3 separate regions of the Ovis aries genome follow, and all the other regions are linked to region 1. Evidence: chromatin contacts called from public Hi-C data. All regions are on one chromosome and are shown on one strand. The core of a region is the stretch at or near the end of the contact, and the rest is flanking DNA. Distances in the headings are between cores, read along the strand shown. Region 1 holds the start of DENR (density regulated re-initiation and release factor). Region 2 holds the start of ZCCHC8 (zinc finger CCHC-type containing 8). Region 3 holds the start of KNTC1 (kinetochore associated 1).

The links. Hi-C and Micro-C count contacts between places; a contact is called where the count stands out from the background.
Region 2: a Hi-C map of tail adipose tissue shows a contact between it and region 1, with 2.4 times the contacts expected there. The contact joins the promoter of ZCCHC8 here to the promoter of DENR in region 1. A contact is called at or near these places in 2 of 16 Hi-C or Micro-C datasets (blood and tail adipose tissue).
Region 3: a Hi-C map of hypothalamus shows a contact between it and region 1, with 4 times the contacts expected there. The contact joins the promoter of KNTC1 here to the promoter of DENR in region 1. A contact is called at or near these places in 2 of 16 Hi-C or Micro-C datasets (hypothalamus and skin fibroblasts).

The regions. Positions count from the first base shown.
Region 1 is chr17:52,790,151-52,792,871 of ARS-UI_Ramb_v3.0, reverse strand. It overlaps DENR (density regulated re-initiation and release factor), which reads left to right and starts at 1,339. Exons shown (of 7, transcript XM_060400753.1): 1 at 1,339-1,506; 2 at 2,236-2,349. The coding sequence starts at 2,244.
Region 2 is chr17:52,980,956-52,983,676 of ARS-UI_Ramb_v3.0, reverse strand. It overlaps ZCCHC8 (zinc finger CCHC-type containing 8), which reads right to left and starts at 1,367. Exons shown (of 14, transcript XM_004017335.6): 1 at 1,150-1,367. The coding sequence starts at 1,348.
Region 3 is chr17:52,958,889-52,961,609 of ARS-UI_Ramb_v3.0, reverse strand. It overlaps KNTC1 (kinetochore associated 1), which reads left to right and starts at 1,397. Exons shown (of 61, transcript XM_060401137.1): 1 at 1,397-1,429. It overlaps RSRC2 (arginine and serine rich coiled-coil 2), which reads right to left and starts at 1,093. Exons shown (of 10, transcript XM_012097740.5): 1 at 967-1,093. The coding sequence starts at 972.

The sequences.
Region 1 (2,721 bases), core at 90-2,589:
GGTGGTACTGGTGGTGGCAAATGAAGTTGTAGTCAAGGGGAAGAATGAAACAGATGTGAGTGGAGGAAACAGCAAAATAGAAAAGAACCACCTCCAACATCTACAAAGCACTTTTGGTCTCCATTTCCCTAACCCACATCTCTTCAACTGTTGTAGTGTTATTCCCATTTCCTAAATAGGACTCAGGCTGAAAATGGATACGAAGGGTTTTTCCCAAAATGAAACAACTAGATGGAAGCAAAGCCAAGACACACCGTGAGTGAAAACCTGATGAGAAATGGACTATTTCCTGCAGTATCAGTAAACAAAGGATGTCACAGTCATCATCACCACCAAACTATGAGCTGGTGAACCCTGAGGGAACTTGGGAAGGAAAAAACTACCTGCCATCTAGCAGTCATCAGACTACAGCTACTCCCTACAATGAGCACTGAGGAAACTCAGGATGGGAAAACACAGGATATTGGCCCCAGGTAGCTGACGTGTATATTAAAGGAAAGATTTCAGTAAGCCCAGACTCCTGCATCTACTCTCACACAGAAAAATCACTTAATTTCTTTACTTGACATACCTGATTTTCTTTAATTAACAATAATCTTTTGGTTTTCAGACTACCTGCTCCTTGCTGCAAAATGCCTATATATCCTGGCTTCTGTCCTCCCCAGAACAGTTCTCTCAGGGTTAACTTGAGAAGCTGCCTCCTAGGCTTGAAGCCCTAAAATTCCAGCCAAGTAAAACCTAACTCGCAATCTTGAGGTTGTGAATACTTCTTTAGTCTACAGTGACGTGGGAGAGTTTAATTCCAATTTAAAACATATATAAGGATCAGTAAACACCAGGAAGCTGTGAAAATAGTTGTTAGGTTGGTGAAATTGCAGGACAATGAGAAAAATGGAATAGCATTGACACTGTCTTTTTAAAAAGAATTCCGCCAATATAGGGCAGGTCGTTGAAATTAAACCAAACGCATTTTCCAGTTGCAATCTCCCCGCGGAGGAATGACATCCAATAGGCTGGAGGTTAGTCAGGACTGAAGGAGGCACTCCAGACCCCAGGGCCACGGCCACGTCCCCGCCTCAGCAGCAAGCAGTAAGCAGTCTTCGCTTTCCAAAGAGCGCCCCCTTTCGCGCCGCGACCGCGGACCACCCACCCTCTCCCACAAGTAACGAGCACCGCCTACTGGCTGTCAGCCTCTAGGCTGCTTGGCCCCGCCCCTGAGCGAAATGCGCATGCTCTCCAATTCCTCCCCGCCCCAGCCTTCAGGCTTCTCGCGACAGCCGCCCGGCGGCCACTGAGTCTCGCGATAAAGGCTTATTATCTCGCGGGACCGCCGCTGGTAGACGCGCTCTCGGGCGGCTCTGGCTGGAGAAGAGGAATCGCATGTGTCGCTTCAGCTGGCGGTAGTGGCGGGAGCGGAGGCGGTGGAGGCTGTGCGACCGCCTGGGTAATAACCCCTCGTGCCTCTCCCGCTTCGGAGAAGCTTGTAGAGAGCGTGAGGAAGCTGAGGTGCTGTCCGGCGGAAGGGGGCCGGGCCGGGCGCCTCCACACCCCCGCCCACATGGGCCGCTCTGGTGTCCCCGGGGTTGCCCCTGTCGCTTCAGGTCGCGCCCTCACACCTGACCGCCCTTGTCGCCTTAGTCCTGTTACATTCTGCTCCTTTCTGGTTCTTTTGCCCGTATTCTTATCTCCTCAGACTCTAGTCTCCCCGCCCTCTCCCACTTCCATCCCCTCTCCCGACTCTAAAGCGTCCCTTTCTTGGCATCCAGCCGCCCCCACACCCTGCACTCTGGGCGCCTCCGGCGACCCACCCCTTCTTCACCCCCTCTTCGTAGGTTTTTCCAGCCCCTTCAGCTGCTTCGTGGCCTTTCTCTGTTGTACTTTGCATCCCTCCCGAATCACCCCCTAAACCTTTTGCCTTGCCCCCACCGAGGTCACTATCCCCATCCTTTTTTCCCATTGCTGCTGCTTCCACCGGTGCCCCCCCCCCGCCCCGCCCCTCGTTGTCATGGTCCATTTGCTATGAATCTCACTGTTGTCGCTCGCTTTCCTGGAAAATGGTGTGCCCAGAATTACTCATATTTTATGGATCCAGCTTCTTACCTTTCATTCAGCAGAGAATTGAAACAGATTTGGGGTGGGGGGATTTCTACTGGAAGACAAGGTTACACTTGAACAGTGTTTCTCTCAGGGCCTTGGTCCCAAATAGTGAAGCTGTGTTATTTTCTTTTCTGACAGGTTTTGAAATGGCTGCTGACATTTCTGAATCCGGTGGGCATGATTGCAGAGGAGACCAGAGGAGCAACACCAAGTTAGATGCAGATTACCCACTTCGAGTCCTTTACTGTGGAGGTAAGTGTTGGAAGGCAGAAAATGGCTTTTACTCACCGTATTTTTAGACGTTATGATCAGTGGCTTCACATTTGGTCCAAGTAATTTTTTCATCTTTGTCATTTGGTGAATCTTTAATTGGGAGTTGGGGAAGAGGAGGCATGGATGAACAGATTTTCCCAACCTGTGGGACTTGTGTCTTGCTACTTGGCCTGGAGAAATTTTCAGTCCAGTTGGAATAGACATGTGTAAATAGATTATTCCAGCCCAAAGTAACTTTCCAGTCTGGCCGTTAAAGTTGGGCTTCTTGTAAGATAATTGACTCTTAGGGATGACTGGATGAGGGAGTGGGAAAATGCATCCTAGATGAAGTGAATAGCTGTGTAAGGAAAA
Region 2 (2,721 bases), core at 118-2,617, 190 kb before region 1:
TTTTGATGTCAATGTTATAAACATACGTTACAAAAGTTAAAAGATAAATGTTTTGAGGACGACACATTTACTGACCTTTTCTGTTGCAGGACTCGTACCTGGATCTAAAAAACTAAAATACATACCCTTCCAACATGGTATTTCTAAGACAGGGTCATGTAATTCAAAAGAGACTAACAGACTGAAACCAAAAATGCTATTCGGACAACGGTGTACCGTCAGAAGTTAAACAGCCACTTAAGAAAACGTTCCAGGTCAAAAGCATCATGATAACTCAATAAGGTAAATGCAGCATAACAAACTGTTAAGAAATGAAAAATCTAGGATGGGATCTATGAATGTTCACCGCCAAATCCTTTCAACTTTTCTATCTTTAGAAATTTTCCACAATAAAATGTCCAGGAAAAAGGCATTATGAAAAAAATGGCTTCGAAAACCTTACACTAGAAAACAGTTCCTGAACCAAAATTGTAAGCCAAGTAAAAATAAACAAAAAATTTTAAAATAAGTTAACCCCCACCCGCAAACACCCAGTAAGAATATATTAACACATTTTACTAGAAAGCCTGTGGACACGTAACTATCAAACGGAAACGTAATGCACATTCCACACGGAAGCTGATTCAAAGTGGAAGAACTTTCAAATGAATCCCCAATGGTCATCAGGCAATGAACCATTTCTCTGTGCCTGCCTCGGCTCCTTAGGAACCCCAACTCCGCAGAATAGGACCACTAACTTTGGCCCCGCCTTAAAAACACATCTGCGCCCAGGTCAAAGTAGCCGGTATCGCCTAATACACCACACAGCGTGTCTGCATCAACTTTACACTGGTTCCGAAAAAGGAGACCGGATAATGACTCAAAAGACGGGAAGAGACGTGGTGAACAGTCTATAACTGAACAGTTCAAACAGTCCGGAATAGCGCTAAAATCCCGCCCCAGACTCGCGGACGGGAGAAGCGAATGAGGTCGAGGAGACGAATCCCACAAGGAGAGAGGTCTGCGCCGAGGCCTCGAGGACAGCTTACGCAACCTGAACCCTAGATTCTCAGGCTGAATTCTGGCCCTTGTGGAATTTCCGCCTGAGCCCTCCCGGCACGGGCCCCACCACAAGCCCCGGTGACAGGGCCCAGCGAACGGGAAGGATATTCTCGGCGCGGAGCTGCTCGATGGTTTCCTCGCACTGCCGAAGCCGTTCCCGCAGCTCCGCGTCGCCAGTCCCATTCTCGTCCTCCTCGTCGCCATTGTCGTCCTTGAAGCGGGTATGAACGGGCTTCGGAGTCGACTCCTCGGGGTGGTCAAACGCCTCGAACAGCTCTAAGTCGCCAAAATCCACCTCCGCCGCCATTTTGGGCTGTGGGAAAGATACGAGAAGAGGCGGAGCTGGCCACCAGGCCGGAGGCGAAGGTTTTGTTGGGCGGAACCGCTCTCTACTGCCCCCAACGCGCTAAGCCACCCAAGCAGCGTTTCCTCCAAACGTAGGCCGCCGAAGTTGCACAAGGGGCGGGCCAGTCCTGTGAGACTACAACTCCCAGAATGCAGTGGCGTCTCCTTTACCCACTTCTGAAATTGCTTGGGACCATGGCATTCTGGGATATGTGGTTTCTAGGCGACTGTTAACTCATTGTTTGCATTGCATACTGGGATCGGTTGGTTTTAACGTGAAAAAAGCCGAACCAGATCAGAAAGTGTTACAAAGCGAGTTGTCCCGGTTTTGCCTCAAAAGCAGAAAAAAAAAAAAAAAGAGCACGATGCATGGATTGTCACAGATTCTGGTGTTCGTCCCAAACAGCAATAAGGAACTCCAGTTTTGCCACAGACTACCTTTTTTGTTCTTGGAGAAGGTACTTCAGTTGATTGGACTTGTTTCACTTTTTCATAAAAAGCTAGCTTGATTTTAAATTATTTTAGATTTGTCCCTAGAAGCTTTTGGTGGTATCTCTCCTTCAATCAGCCCACTCCAGTACTCTTGCCGAGAAAATCCCATGGACGGAGGAGCCTGGTAGGCTGCAGGCCATGGGGTCGCTAAGAGTCAGACACAACTGAGCGGCTTCACTTTCGCTTTTCACTTTCATGCATTGGAGAAGGAAATGGCAACCCACTCCAGTGTTCTTGCCTGGAGAATTCCAGGGACAGGGGAGCCTGGTGGGCTGTCGTCTATGGGGTCGCACAGACACGACAGAAGCGACTTCGCAGCATCACTCTTTCATTCAACATTTATTTACCGAGTTCTGTGTGCCAGGCACTGTTCTAGGGGCTGAGGATGCAAGAGTGAGCGAAATAGAGATGGCCCTGCTTTCACAGGGGGTGCAGTCTAGCAAAAGAAACAAAAGAAAAGTGAAAGTCGCCAAGTAGTTTCCACCTTTGGGACCCTATGGACTGTAGCCTGCCAGGCTCCTTTGTCCATGGAATTCTCCCGGCCAGAATACTGAAGTGGGTAGCATTCCCTTCTCCAAGGGATCTCCCAACCTATGGATTGAACACAGGTCTCTCGCATTGTGAGCCAAGTCTTTACCAGCTGAGTCACAAGGGAAGCCCAAGAATACTGGAGTGGGTAGCCTATCCCTTCTCCAGGGGATTTTCTGGACCCAGGAATGGAACTGGGGGTCTCCTGCATTGCAGGCAGATTCTTTACCCGCTGAGCTACCAGCTGAACTTGGGAAGCCCAAGTTCAGTTCAGTTGCTCAGTCGTGTCCGACTCTTTTTGACCCCATCGACTGC
Region 3 (2,721 bases), core at 148-2,647, 170 kb before region 1:
TACTCCAATGATTAGGCTGAGTAAACTACCAGTTTTTCTATATATGATCCTATTTATTTTCAAAAGCGAGAAAACAACTTTTTAATCAGTGGAAAAGGATGCAAAATGTTTGCAATTTTCTTTTAACCGGGTACAGTAAAACAAAATATTCCCACAATAATGCGATCCATCTGGATTGGGTATCATATCCAAAGTAGGCTTATTTTACACAAGAGGTAATTGAAAAATTCTAATTTTCATTTAAAATTAAACGGGCCAATGAAGGACTCAAATTTAAAATAACAACGGCAATGATAGGGCTTGTTTCTCAAAGACTTCAAAACGGAGCATCATCAGTCCGAATTCGTAGTTTCAAAGTCTTCTCCTAATTAAATCGAATTTCTACTCCCTTCCAGAAACTCGTTCCCCGGATGCTTACTAAGGAATAAACTAAGGTTTACGCAGACGCAACACTAATTGAAATTTTGCGATTAGAATTGTCTCATTGAGCGTGGGCAAAATGATCGCTCCTAGACTGCTCTCTTTTCGCCTTCTGTCCCTTACAGGCACCGCCTTTCTGACCCAATACTTTTCAGAGACGACCCCTGATCCCTTTTCTCTTTTCCCCAGCCCTCTCCCACTGCGAACATAAATGCCCAAGCTTTAACGAAATTCAATAAACCCACTAACTAGTGAGTAAGCTAAACTGCAGTCAGTCCTGTGAGCCAAAAGAACAAAATACTGGGAAAGAGGCAGGAAAGTTCTGGAAAAAAAAAAAAAGACACTCCCTGCTGCTCCCCACCCCCAACAACAGCGCCTTATTTCCCCCTCCCTACAGCAGCCAGCCATGATGGCGGGCGCAGAAGAAGGCCAAGGCGCCATTTTGTCCACACATAAGCGCGGACAACAGCCCTGGAAGCCGCTCATCCCTTGTTTGGAGAGTAACAGGAAACTATCCACGATTTTAAACTCAAATTTGGCACCCACCGCCATAGTCCAGAGTCTTGGCCGCAACGGCGGCGCCTCCACTTGCCACTTTTCACAGTACTGGCCGCTTCGACGCTTCGCCACAGACTGAATCGCTCGCGCAAGAGACCCGGATGGCACAAAGGGGAAAAGGCACGGCGCACAGCACAGCTTGCTGGGAGGAAAAGGGGTGGGGATAAGAGTTTCTGTAGCAACGAGGTTAGACGGTGATTGGTTGTTCTTTTGAAGGAGCGGGTAAGGCGGGGAGAGGGCGGGGCCAAGGACGTACCACAGAAGGCTCTGCGTGGTTTCAGAACTGGTGGAATTTAGGGTGGGGCGACTTCCTATTTCTCTTCTAGAGCAATCTTGGCCTCCCCTGGTCGCCGTAGAAGGGGTTGGGCTTGGTTTTCTCCCGCCAATTTAAACCTGTGGCAAAGACCCTTAAGACTTTAGGAGCGGTTGTGGGAGCGTGGATGCGGGTGAGGTAATTTTGAGTGTTTAATTTCTTCAATTGCAGGTGAGGAGGGGGAGCCACGCTACTATAGGAGCTGGGGGGTGGGGTGGTTTTAGGTCGAAATAGAAACCTCAGCTCAGTTTGGGGTGTTTTCCTCTTAGGACGCCTATGGGAGATGGGTTGGAGTTATTTCTTGCTGGCCCTTGTCTAACTTAAAGCACTTAAGCAAGGAGGCCTATTTGAAACTTTCATTTCGTTTAATTCGTTTATGTGTTCACTCAGCACCCAGTATAATCTCAAACTTAATCACATCACAGGCCTACTTAGTATTTCCACCCTAGCACTGAGGATGAAAGCCAATCTTGTAATCAGGGATTCATTGGTTCCACCTGTTGGTTTAGCCCCCGAAATATCCCATTCTTCATATGGCCCTTCAGCAGCTCCAAACTCATTCCACCCTTTGCATCTTTGATATTCGGCCTGCATCTTTGTGTCCCCAGAGCCTTACATAGTTGCCTTGTCTTGTTATTCGGATCTCAGCTCAGTTGTCTTCTCTTTCCCTGCCCAGATTTTTTTACACGCCACCCCCCATTCACCTGAGCATTGTTTGTAGTTGTGCGTTTACTTATTTTTTTTTTTTAATAGGGAAGCAGTATAACAGTAACTGGCATGAATTTGAATCTTGTCTAGCGACATCGTTAACTCATTTTAGGTGTCCATGGCCCTTTATTTAGTCCCTGATTCATGCTTCTCAGCTGTAAAATGGATTGTTGTGCAGATTAAATGAGTAATACATTCAAACTGTCTTGCCTACTCAATACCCCATTTATTTTTGTCTGTCTTTCCTATGGGATTTGAATTTCATAATGACAAAGACCTTTTCTGTCTTCTTCACAGATGTATTCCCAGCTCTCAAAACAGTGCCTGACACATAGTAGACATTCAGTAAACGTTTGTCAAACGAGTGTGACATACCTGGGAGGCTGATAATATTTCTCTGTTCTTACAGATGGTGGGACTCTGAAACTCATAGAAGTGTTTACTTCAGCCTGTCTTAATCTCCTCCCAATTCCTGCCCAAACACAGCCACTAAAATTATTGTCTATTCTAATGTGCCTTGTTTTCGTGCCCTTGCTTACACTCCTAGTAAGAGCTCTTCCAATATTTAAGAAGCTCCTGTAACCTTAAATACTAGCTCAAATGTTACCTTCTTCCACCAATACAGTAGTGGATTAGCTGCACTTAAAAGTGAGTGCTTGCCATGAAACCAAGCATTGTTTTGTGACCGTTTGAAACTGGCAGTGACCTTTCTGGCTATGTAC